Regions from separate parts of the Pan troglodytes genome. Here region 2 is linked to region 1. A link is a contact called in public Hi-C data. All regions are on one chromosome and are shown on one strand. Each heading gives the region's core, a stretch centred on a gene start, on an enhancer-like site or on the middle of the called end of the contact. The rest is flanking DNA. Distances are from core to core; before and after follow the strand shown. Region 1 holds the start of SFRP1 (secreted frizzled related protein 1). Region 2 holds the start of GINS4 (GINS complex subunit 4).

Region 1 (4,648 bases), core at 1,554-4,053:
AAGCCATTCAAAAAGGAGGGAGGATATGTCTCCTGGCCCACAGTTCTCATACTCAGGAACTCTCATATCTGGGAGCTCTGTCATGTCAGTTGCATGTTTAAAGGGCCTTTGTTCTAGAACCTTCTGCTGTACACACAGGAGTGCATGCACACACAAACACACACACACTTGCCATTCGGAAAAGGGGGACTGGATTTTGAAGTGCAAAGAGTTGACAATAAGTAAAAGGACAAAAGTACTGTATGTACCTCTGCAATACAAAGTCTTCAGGCTGTTCTGCCTGGTGCTGTTATGCAGCATGTGAATTGCCCGAGAGGACGGGGGGCGGGTGGTCCCTCTCCCACATCCCAGGAATGGATTAAAGTCTCTCGGTGGGACTGAGGTCTTAGGGTCCTTCCTTTCCAGCTGGGTCTGGGAGGAGTCAGGAGTGCACTGGATTTAGGATTTGGGGTCTTCTCCCATCACTCCCTGTTCCACCGAGAGACAACTGTGTTCCCAGCAGGGGTCAGTAAAGCAGTAGGACCACTAGGGGTGAGTGGGGGAAGTGGCGACTGGAGGTGATCAAAGTCTACTCGGAGTGACCAGACATAGGCGAGGTCTTCCCCTGAATGGATTTGTGAGATTTACTCCTGACTTGGGACTTCCAGGGCAGTCACCTGGACGAATTTCCAGCATTTAACCGTGGACAGAAACAAGTCCTCCTGCCATTCGGGAAAACTGAAAACGTGAGTGAGCGGTCAGCTAAGCCTGGGTTCAGAGGTGAGAGGATGTTATCTGCAAACATCCATCTTTGCAGTGAGCAAACAGACGCATTTGGCTTGAGGCAGAGGGCCTGGCCCTAGGAGACAAAAAGACCCCCTACCAAACAGCATTTTTCTCTAAATGCCCCTTGAATTGAGACACGGTTGCCGGGTATCCTGCGGTCTATTCTCTGTGAGGAATGTCTTCCTCAGCTCCACAGGCCGGCCTCACCAATTGTCTTGGGATTAACCCTTGGCCATCCCGATCTTGCTCTCTCTTCTCTGTGTTTTCCTTCCAGCCTCCATGTCACCTTTTGAGTGTCAAGGCATCTTCCATTGGCCACGAAATGACAGAGAAGTCATCCATCTGCAGAAGCCTCCTGTGTGCACCGTGGAATCACCGTGTCTGTACGGGCACGATTGCTTTAAGAAAACAGCCCTGCTTCTTCACAAAGTCTAGTCATTTCACTTGGAATCTGTCCATCAAGAAATTAGGTTTGCAGAGTCCAAAGCAAGCTCCCTAGAGCTTTACAAACAAGCTGGCGGGCAAGGCAGCGTGCCCTACAGTGTCTCTGTGGAGCGCTAAGATCTGTGACCCCTTTGCCACATGGGGTGTGCGCTCAGACTGGGCTATGAATATATCAGCCTCTCTCCACCCGCACTTAGGGACAGAAGATGTGGAGACTCCAGGAACTTCATGAACTATTTGCTGTGGTCTTCTGTCCCGGGATAGTCCGGGTCTCACTCCCAGCTCTCCAGAGCTTAACCCTCCCTCTCAGGGGAATGTTTGAAACCTACGAAGAATTCTCAGGAATTCGAGGTAGAAGGTGGCAGAGAGACTTCTGTTCCTGGGGGCCGAGCTGTTGTGCTGATACCGTCCTCTTGGCGTCTGCCCTAGTGGGGACCCTTGATTTTAACTTGAAGTTCCTGGACTGGGTCTGACCTTAGCATGTGTGCCTGAGTGATGGACTTGGTATTTACACCAGCCACGCTGATAAGTGCACATATGTTTTTAATGTTTTGGCTTTCCACACCACAAACACACAGATGTGCTGTCGCCCGGGCTAGGACTTGAGTAGGGTTTTTCTATTGAAATATATATTATATATTTTAAAAAGTGCTCTCCCAGAGCTAATACCGTTGCTAGCAGCTCTTCCTGCCGCCACACCGGGCAAAGTCCACCCACTGCCCCAGTGTTGAGGGCCACCACGGGCGGCCCCACCTGGAGAGGTGTTGCTCACAGCAAACAGCTCCAACTGCGCCTTCGCCTCGCCTTCCAGGGAGCCCAGCCAGGCCCACTAGGGATTTACAAGCAGACCTCCCTCGCTTCAGCCTTCCTGACCCCCTGTTAGTTGGGAAACCACCTGTCTGCACCGCAGCTAGAGAACCGAGGAGAGGAGCCGCTAGTCTAAAGGGCTGTTGGTTGAAATTAGGAAGCAGTGTAAAGAAAAAGAAAAAAAAAGTTTGGGAGGCCAAGGCAGGAGCATCACCTGAGGTCAGGAGTTCGAGACCAGCCTGGCTAACATGGTGAAACCCCGTCTCTACTAAAAATACAAAAAATTAGCGGGGGCGTGGTGGCACGCGGCTGTAATCCCAGCTACTCCGGAGGCTGAGGCAGGAGAATCGCTTGAACCCGGGAAGCGGAGGTTGCAGTGAGCGGAGATAGCGCCATTGCACTCCAGCTTAGGCAACAAGAGCGAAACTTTGTCTCAAAAAAAAAAAAAGTCTTCATAATTTCATGGGTTTGCAAGTATGATCCAGGCTCCCGCTTCTCTGCAAGCCAATGCGAGTTAATTACAGCGTCCGCCCTGGTCTCTCTCCACCCCACGCCGTGATCCATTCCCCTTCTTTTTTTCCCCTTGTCTCTTTCCTCCTCCCCCTTTTATTTATGTATTTTTGGTTTTGTTTTTTAAGGGGTGTTGAGCCGCGTCTGGTTCTAGTAAACCGAACCCGCTCGCGAGGGAGGCGATTGGCTCCCGCGCCGGTGACGGACGTGGTAACGAGTGCGGCTCGCCCCGCCGGGAGCTGATTGGCTGCGCGGGGCGGCTCCGAGGGCTCGGCCGTAGGAGCCCCGCGCACTCCAGCCCTGCAGCCTCCGGAGTCTGTGCCGCGCGCCCGCCGCCCCGCGCCTTCCTGCTCGCCGCACCTCCCGGAGCCGGGGCGCACCCAGCCCGCAGCGCCGGCTCCCCGCCCGCGCCGCCTCCGACCGCAGGCCGAGGGCCGCCACCGGCGGGGGGTACCGGGCAGCAGCTTGCGGCCGCGGAGCCGGGCAGCGCTGGGGACGGCGCCTTTTGTCCCCGGAGGTCCCTGGAAGTTTGCGGCAGGACGCGCGCGGGGAGGCGGCGGAGGCAGCCCCGACGTCGCGGTGAACAGGGCGCAGAGCGGGCATGGGCAGCGGGCGCAGCGTGGGGGGCCGCCGCGGGGCAGCCCTCGGCGTGCTGCTGGCGCTGGGCGCGGCGCTTCTGGCCGTGGGCTCGGCCAGCGAGTACGACTACGTGAGCTTCCAGTCGGACATCGGCCCGTACCAGAGCGGGCGCTTCTACACCAAGCCGCCGCAGTGCGTGGACATCCCCGCGGACCTGCGGCTGTGCCACAACGTGGGCTACAAGAAGATGGTGCTGCCCAACCTGCTGGAGCACGAGACCATGGCGGAGGTGAAGCAGCAGGCCAGCAGCTGGGTGCCCCTGCTCAACAAGAACTGCCACGCCGGCACCCAGGTCTTCCTCTGCTCGCTCTTCGCGCCCGTCTGCCTGGACCGGCCCATCTACCCGTGCCGCTGGCTCTGCGAGGCCGTGCGCGACTCGTGTGAGCCGGTCATGCAGTTCTTCGGCTTCTACTGGCCCGAGATGCTTAAGTGTGACAAGTTCCCCGAGGGGGACGTCTGCATCGCCATGACGCCGCCCAATGCCACCGAAGCCTCCAAGCCCCAAGGTAAGGCTGCCTCCTCCCACGTGCGCGAGCCGCCCCCTCCATCCCCCGGCCGGAGCTGCAGGAGAACCCGCGCCACCCTACGCCCGCCCGCCGCTGGGTCCCGCTGCTGGGGACTGAGGGCCGGAGGTTGCTCGCATGCTGTGCACGTGATTCCTAAGCGCGTCTGGTCTGTCCCAGGTATCGCTCAGCGCCCCTCGCGACCCAGGTGCACGGCGGGGCTGGCCCGGGAGCGGCAGCTCTGCGCCTCGGCCTCGCAGGGACTCGCTGTGGTCCCCGGAGCCGCTCTTCCTGGGATCCAACTTCGCCTTTCGCATACCTGAAACTAAGCCTTGCGCTTTAAATAACAGGGGAGCTTCCCTCTCCTCTAGGAGGACTCCGAGTCCCTATCGAAGTTTTTAACCTCTGAGACGGAAGGAAAAAAACAAAAACCCAAAGCGTAGAAAGTTCAGAAAGGCCGAGAGAATGCTTGGAGCAGCTTTTGTTTATTTTCATAGGTTCGACAAAGATTTAAAAAATAAAACCAAGCCCTTTCCTTCACTGGTCATTCAGTCAAGTAGCCTTGGGATTGCTGCAGAACTGGCTGAGAAAGTTTAGGAACCGTGGGGACTTCTGTTTCTCCACCCCTTCCAGGTACCAGCTCTGCCCTCGGAGGGCTGGGGGTGGAAAGTCTTTTCTCCCTCCCTCTAGCGTACCCCCTGCTTTTCTCATTTACACAAATCCTCAGCTCATTAGAAAGATAAAAATGTAATTAGCTCATTGTTCATCTCCTCCCGGGGAGAGCGGCTCTGCAAATTGGAGACTTTCCTAACAGCCTGAGGGACCGGCCCGAGGTTCCTCTCAAAACCCCCTTATGTTTAAAGAGCAATTCTTGAGGGGGAAGAAAAAAAAATCCTGGGAAGTCAAATAAAATGAAATAAATATAAAGATAAAATATACACATCACAGACCTGACTTCTGTAGAAGTAAATTCAACCCAG
Region 2 (4,706 bases), core at 2,047-4,546, 220 kb before region 1:
CAGGCTGGTCTCAAACTCCTGGGTTCAAATGAACCTCCCACTTGGGCTTCCTGAGTTGCTAGAACTACAGGCATGAGCCACTGCGCTCAGCTGCTCTACATTCTTGTCATACTTTATATTGCTCACGTTTTTCAGTTCTTCCAATCTGATAGATATGAAATGATATCTCATGATTTTAATTTTCATTTTCCTGATTACTAAAAAGGTTGAACATCTTTTTCATATGCTTATTGGTCATCCTGTTTTCTTCTTCTCTGAGGTATCAGTCTGTACTGGGCAGTCTGAAAGAGCTGTTTATGTACTGTGGATAATCATCTTGTGTCAGCTACATATTAGTATTTTGCAAATATCTTCTCCCAGCCTGGTGGCCTGTCTTTTCACTCTAATCCAGAAGTACAAACAGGCTGGGCACAGAGGCTCATGCCTGTAATCCCAGCACTTTGGGAGGCTAAGGCAGGCAGATCACAAGGTCAGGAGTTCGAGACCAGCCTGGCCAACACAGCGAAACCCAATATGGTGAAACCCCATCTCTACTAAAAATACAAAAAGTAGCCAGGCGTGGTGGTGCACACCTGTAGGCCCAGCTACTCAGGAGGCTGATGCAGGAGAATCGCTTGAACCTGGGAGGTGGAGGCTGCAAGTGAACCAAGATCACACCACTGCACTCCAGGAATGTATCCCTTTTTTGCTTTATGCTATGTGCCTTTTGATTTTTGTTTAATGAACCCTTTCCTAATGAACCAGGAATTCTTAATGCTGTTCCACAAACTAGGTCTGTGGGTGGATTTCAGGGGATCTCTGATCCCCTGGAAGTCATATGCAAAATTCTGCATGGGTGCATGTGTGCGTTATTGTGGGATGAAAGACCACAGTTTCTACCAGTTTCTCAAAAAGGTCTGTGATATAAAAACAGATTAAGAATCACTGCTAAATAGTAAGGATTATCATGTAAGGTATAATTTAAAAATCATTTTAGTTCCGTTTTGTCATTCGTGATATCATGTATGGCAGGGAAGAATGAAGAATACTAAAGTAGCAAACATGAGAGAGCTCTGGAAAGGGGCAGTTAGAGCAAGAGGATAAGGATACTTACTATGAACAGCTCACATCAAGTGAGTGCTTATCATGTGTCAGATAGCATGCTGAGTGCTTTACACAATTACCACATTTAATCAAAAACTCCAGGACATAGACACTATTATCATCTCAATTTTATTTTATTATTTTTTTGAGACGGAGTTTCACTCTTGTTGCCCAGGCTGGAGTGCAATGGTGGGTAGGATCTTGGCTCACCACAACCTCTGCCTCCCAGGTTCACGTGATCCTCCGGCCTCAGCCTCCCGAGTAGCTGGGATTACAGGCATGCGCCACCACATCCGGCTAATTTTTGTTTTTTAGTAGAGACGGGGTTTTACCGTGTTGGTAAGGCTGGTCTCGAACTCCTGGACCTCAGGTGATCCGCCCACCTCAGCCTCCCAAAGTGCTGGGATTACAGGCTTGAGCCACCGTGCCCGGCCCTATTGTCTCAATTTTATAGGCAAGCAACGGCTTGAGACAAACTCCCTAACTTGCTCAAGATCACATAACAGAGGAGTGTCACAGACAGATTTAAATCCAGATAGTCTGAACTCCTGTTACCAGAGCATCATGAGATATAAGTGTAAAGAACACAGTTACTGGCACATGGGAAATATGCAGTAAGTCATAGCTATTACAACTTAAAGGAGAAATATTTCAGAAAGGATTTTAGATAAGCAGTGGACATATGGAGAGCAGACGACTCAAGAAAAAACGTGAGAAAAAGGAAAAATATGACCAGTTTTCCCTTACAGGCATTTCAGCATTTTCTTGCTAAACAGGCATTCTCCAGGGAAACAGCAGATGTTCAAGGGACTAAGGTAAAGAAGTTCAGGGACCTCTACAGTCCCTGGAAATATCACGTGGATCCTTGCTCTGTGAACTGTTCACTGAATGTGCCCAAAGCTGTCCCTTACTGACCCCACTTGGGGATGCTGTGTTTGATATGATGAGGTCTCTAACACAGGATGTCCTTCTTGCTTCCCGTTTCCATGTAGATGGTTAAGATCCAGTCCCTGTTCTGAAATAAGCCCCAAATTCCGTTTCCTCATTTTGTGATCCCTGATATTCACAGTTGAACTAAATAAAAAGGCTGACTGGAGCAAAGGGATTCGATCTGGGATGCTTACCTGCTCCAATCTTTCAATGAGCTCTGCAGGAGTTAGGACCACTTCCTCACTACCCCCATCAGAGTCCTGTCCCAGGAAATCCAGTTCTTCGGTCATCTTCTCTGAAACCAGGAACCTAATGAGAGGGAAAGAACCAATACTCTGCAATGCGTTTTCTAATTATCTGCAAGAACAGACATCTATCTGGAGAAAGGAAAGGTTTATTGAGGTTTCCTGGGGTTGTAGAGGCCCTTTAGCAAGTGGTGAGAGAACGCAGGGACTCTAGTTTTCCAGTGTCTGCCTCTTCCTCCAAGGCTTAGGTCAGGTATCCGTTTCTCAAACAAGCCTCCCCTTTACTTCCGTCCACCAAGAGCTGAGCACCCATCACACCATACAATCACTATTCATTTCTTTGACTTCCCAGTAGAGGTCTTGTTCCTCAGGGACGGGGTTCGTTTTAGTTCAAATACGAATCGCGCTTCTGCTCAGTGCCTGGCACTAAGCACTGGGGACGCAATGACCTGGGAAGCCCCTGCGCTCAGCACAGCGCTTGACTCCTAGCAAGCACTTAACATTATTAGGAGCTGGCCGGGCTCACGCCTGTAATCCCAGCACTTTGGGAAGCCGAGGCAGGAAGATACCTTGAGCCCAGGAGTTCGAGACCAGCCTGGGCAACATAGGGAGATCCTGTCTCTATAAAAACAAAAATTGTTAGGAAGATTAATCAATGCTAATTTCCCAGAGCCACAAGGGCCGGCGACATTAGACCAGTCGGCGACCCCAAAGGCCTAAGGAGGTGGATGGCGGGGACAAAGTCCCTGGGGTCGCAAGGAAACTGCGAACATCCCCCTCCCCTCCTCCCTCTCAGGGCCACCCACACAGGCCTGCCCTAGCCACAGAGGTCCCATTCGACGCTCACTCGGGGACCTGGGAGACAGCGAGGCACTCCACAGCAGCCGGCGGTAAGGACGGGGCGTTCGTGGGGACGCAGTCGGGGCACCAGGAAGCGGGAAGACAGCGGAACAAACTGCTCAAGGCCTTGCCGGGACCAACCCAACCCTCCAACTTCTCAGCTCCCGCGCTACTCTCGCAAACTTTCCGCCCAGGCACGACGTCATCGCGCAAGGGCGACGCTGACCAATCAAGGCCCGGGGGGAAGAGCGCGGCGGTCTCCTTGGGCCCGCCCACCCGGCGGGCGGGGACTGTCTTCGCGGCGGCCTGCCGTCCCAGCAACGCAAGGACTTGAGGCGGCGGGAGGCTGGTCCGGGTTGGCCCCGCCCACCTGGGGGCCGGCCGCTCCGCTGTGCGGTCCGGGTTGCACTACCCAAGGGCGTCGGGAGGGGGCGCCCGCCACCGCGGCCAAGGGGAGCGGCGGTGTCCGCCCCGGGGGGGTCCCACCCAGAAGTATGCTGTTGAAAGCAGGCCGCTGCAGCCTCCTGGGCCGTCTCCACCCACAGCTCTCGTGGCTCTTTGGGTTCCTCCGTCTTTGCGGGGTTTCACCTGTGGTCAGTGTGGTCATTGCCTTCAGAATCTCCAGTATATTCCTTTTCATCTTTCTTGAGACAGGGTCTCGTTCTTGTGCCCAGGCTGGAGTGCAGTGGCACCACCACAGCTCACTGCAACCTCCGCCTCCCGGGCTTAAGCGATCCTCCCACCTCAGCCTCCGGAGTAGCTGGGACCACAGGCCAGCGCCACCACGCCCAGTTATTTTTTAATTTAAAAAAAAAAAAAATAGAACTGTGGCGGGGTTGGGGGTGGGGAGGTTCTCCCTATGATGGCCAGGCTGGTCTCGAACTCAAGGATCCAAGCAATCCTCCCACCTCGGCCTCACAAAGTGGGTACTGGTTCTTGAAGCCTGGGATCGGACGACCAGCAGAAGCATCGCCTGGGAATCTGCGAAAATGCAGGTTCTCAGGCCCCACCCTGGCCCACTGAATCAGAAACTGGGGGTATTTCACCAGACCCAGGCCCTCCCGGTGACCCTGACGTAGCTGAGGTTTGAGAATCACTGCTTTGGGGCCGGGCGCGGTGGCTCACGCCTGTAATCCCAGCACTTTGGGAGGCCGAGGTGGGCGGATCACGAGGTCAGGAGATCGAGACCACCCTGGCTAACATGGTGAAACCCCGTCTCTACTAAAAATACAAAAAAATTAGCCGGGCGTGGTGGCGGGCGCCTGTAGTCCCAGCTACTCGGGAGGCTGAGGCGGGAGAATGGCGTGAACCCGGGAGGCGGAGCCTGCAGTGAGCCGAGATGGCATCACTGCACTCCAGCCTGGGAGACAGAGCCAGACTCCATCTCAAAAAAAAGAAAAAAGAAAAGAGAATCACTGCTTTGGGGCAATGCTTTCAACTCAGCTTCTGGAGGGGAAAAGCACAAAAACCCATGTCTGTATATGTATATATTTTTTCCATCTTTGTGTGATCCAGTTTTTCTTCTCTGAGTTGCTGATTCTTTTCTCTTTGCTGTCCTTTGTTTTCTGTGCAAAGCGTTGCTTCTGGCTTCCCTAAAAGTATCTCTTC

What was found. A called contact is a pair of places that touch in the nucleus more often than the background predicts.
Region 2: a contact with region 1 is called in a Hi-C map of stem cell-derived neural progenitor cells, with 4 times the contacts expected there. The contact joins the promoter of GINS4 here to the promoter of SFRP1 in region 1. A contact is called at or near these places in 1 of 7 Hi-C or Micro-C datasets (stem cell-derived neural progenitor cells) and 1 of 1 datasets of contacts at active chromatin or transcription factors (stem cell-derived excitatory neurons).

What each region holds. Positions count from the first base shown.
Region 1 is chr7:49,610,318-49,614,965 of NHGRI_mPanTro3-v2.0_pri, reverse strand. SFRP1 (secreted frizzled related protein 1) reads left to right here and starts at 2,803. Exons shown (of 3, transcript XM_001138037.8): 1 at 2,803-3,671. The coding sequence starts at 3,128.
Region 2 is chr7:49,830,390-49,835,095 of NHGRI_mPanTro3-v2.0_pri, reverse strand. GINS4 (GINS complex subunit 4) reads right to left here and starts at 3,296. Exons shown (of 9, transcript XM_063817054.1): 1 at 3,114-3,296; 2 at 2,208-2,322. The coding sequence starts at 2,303.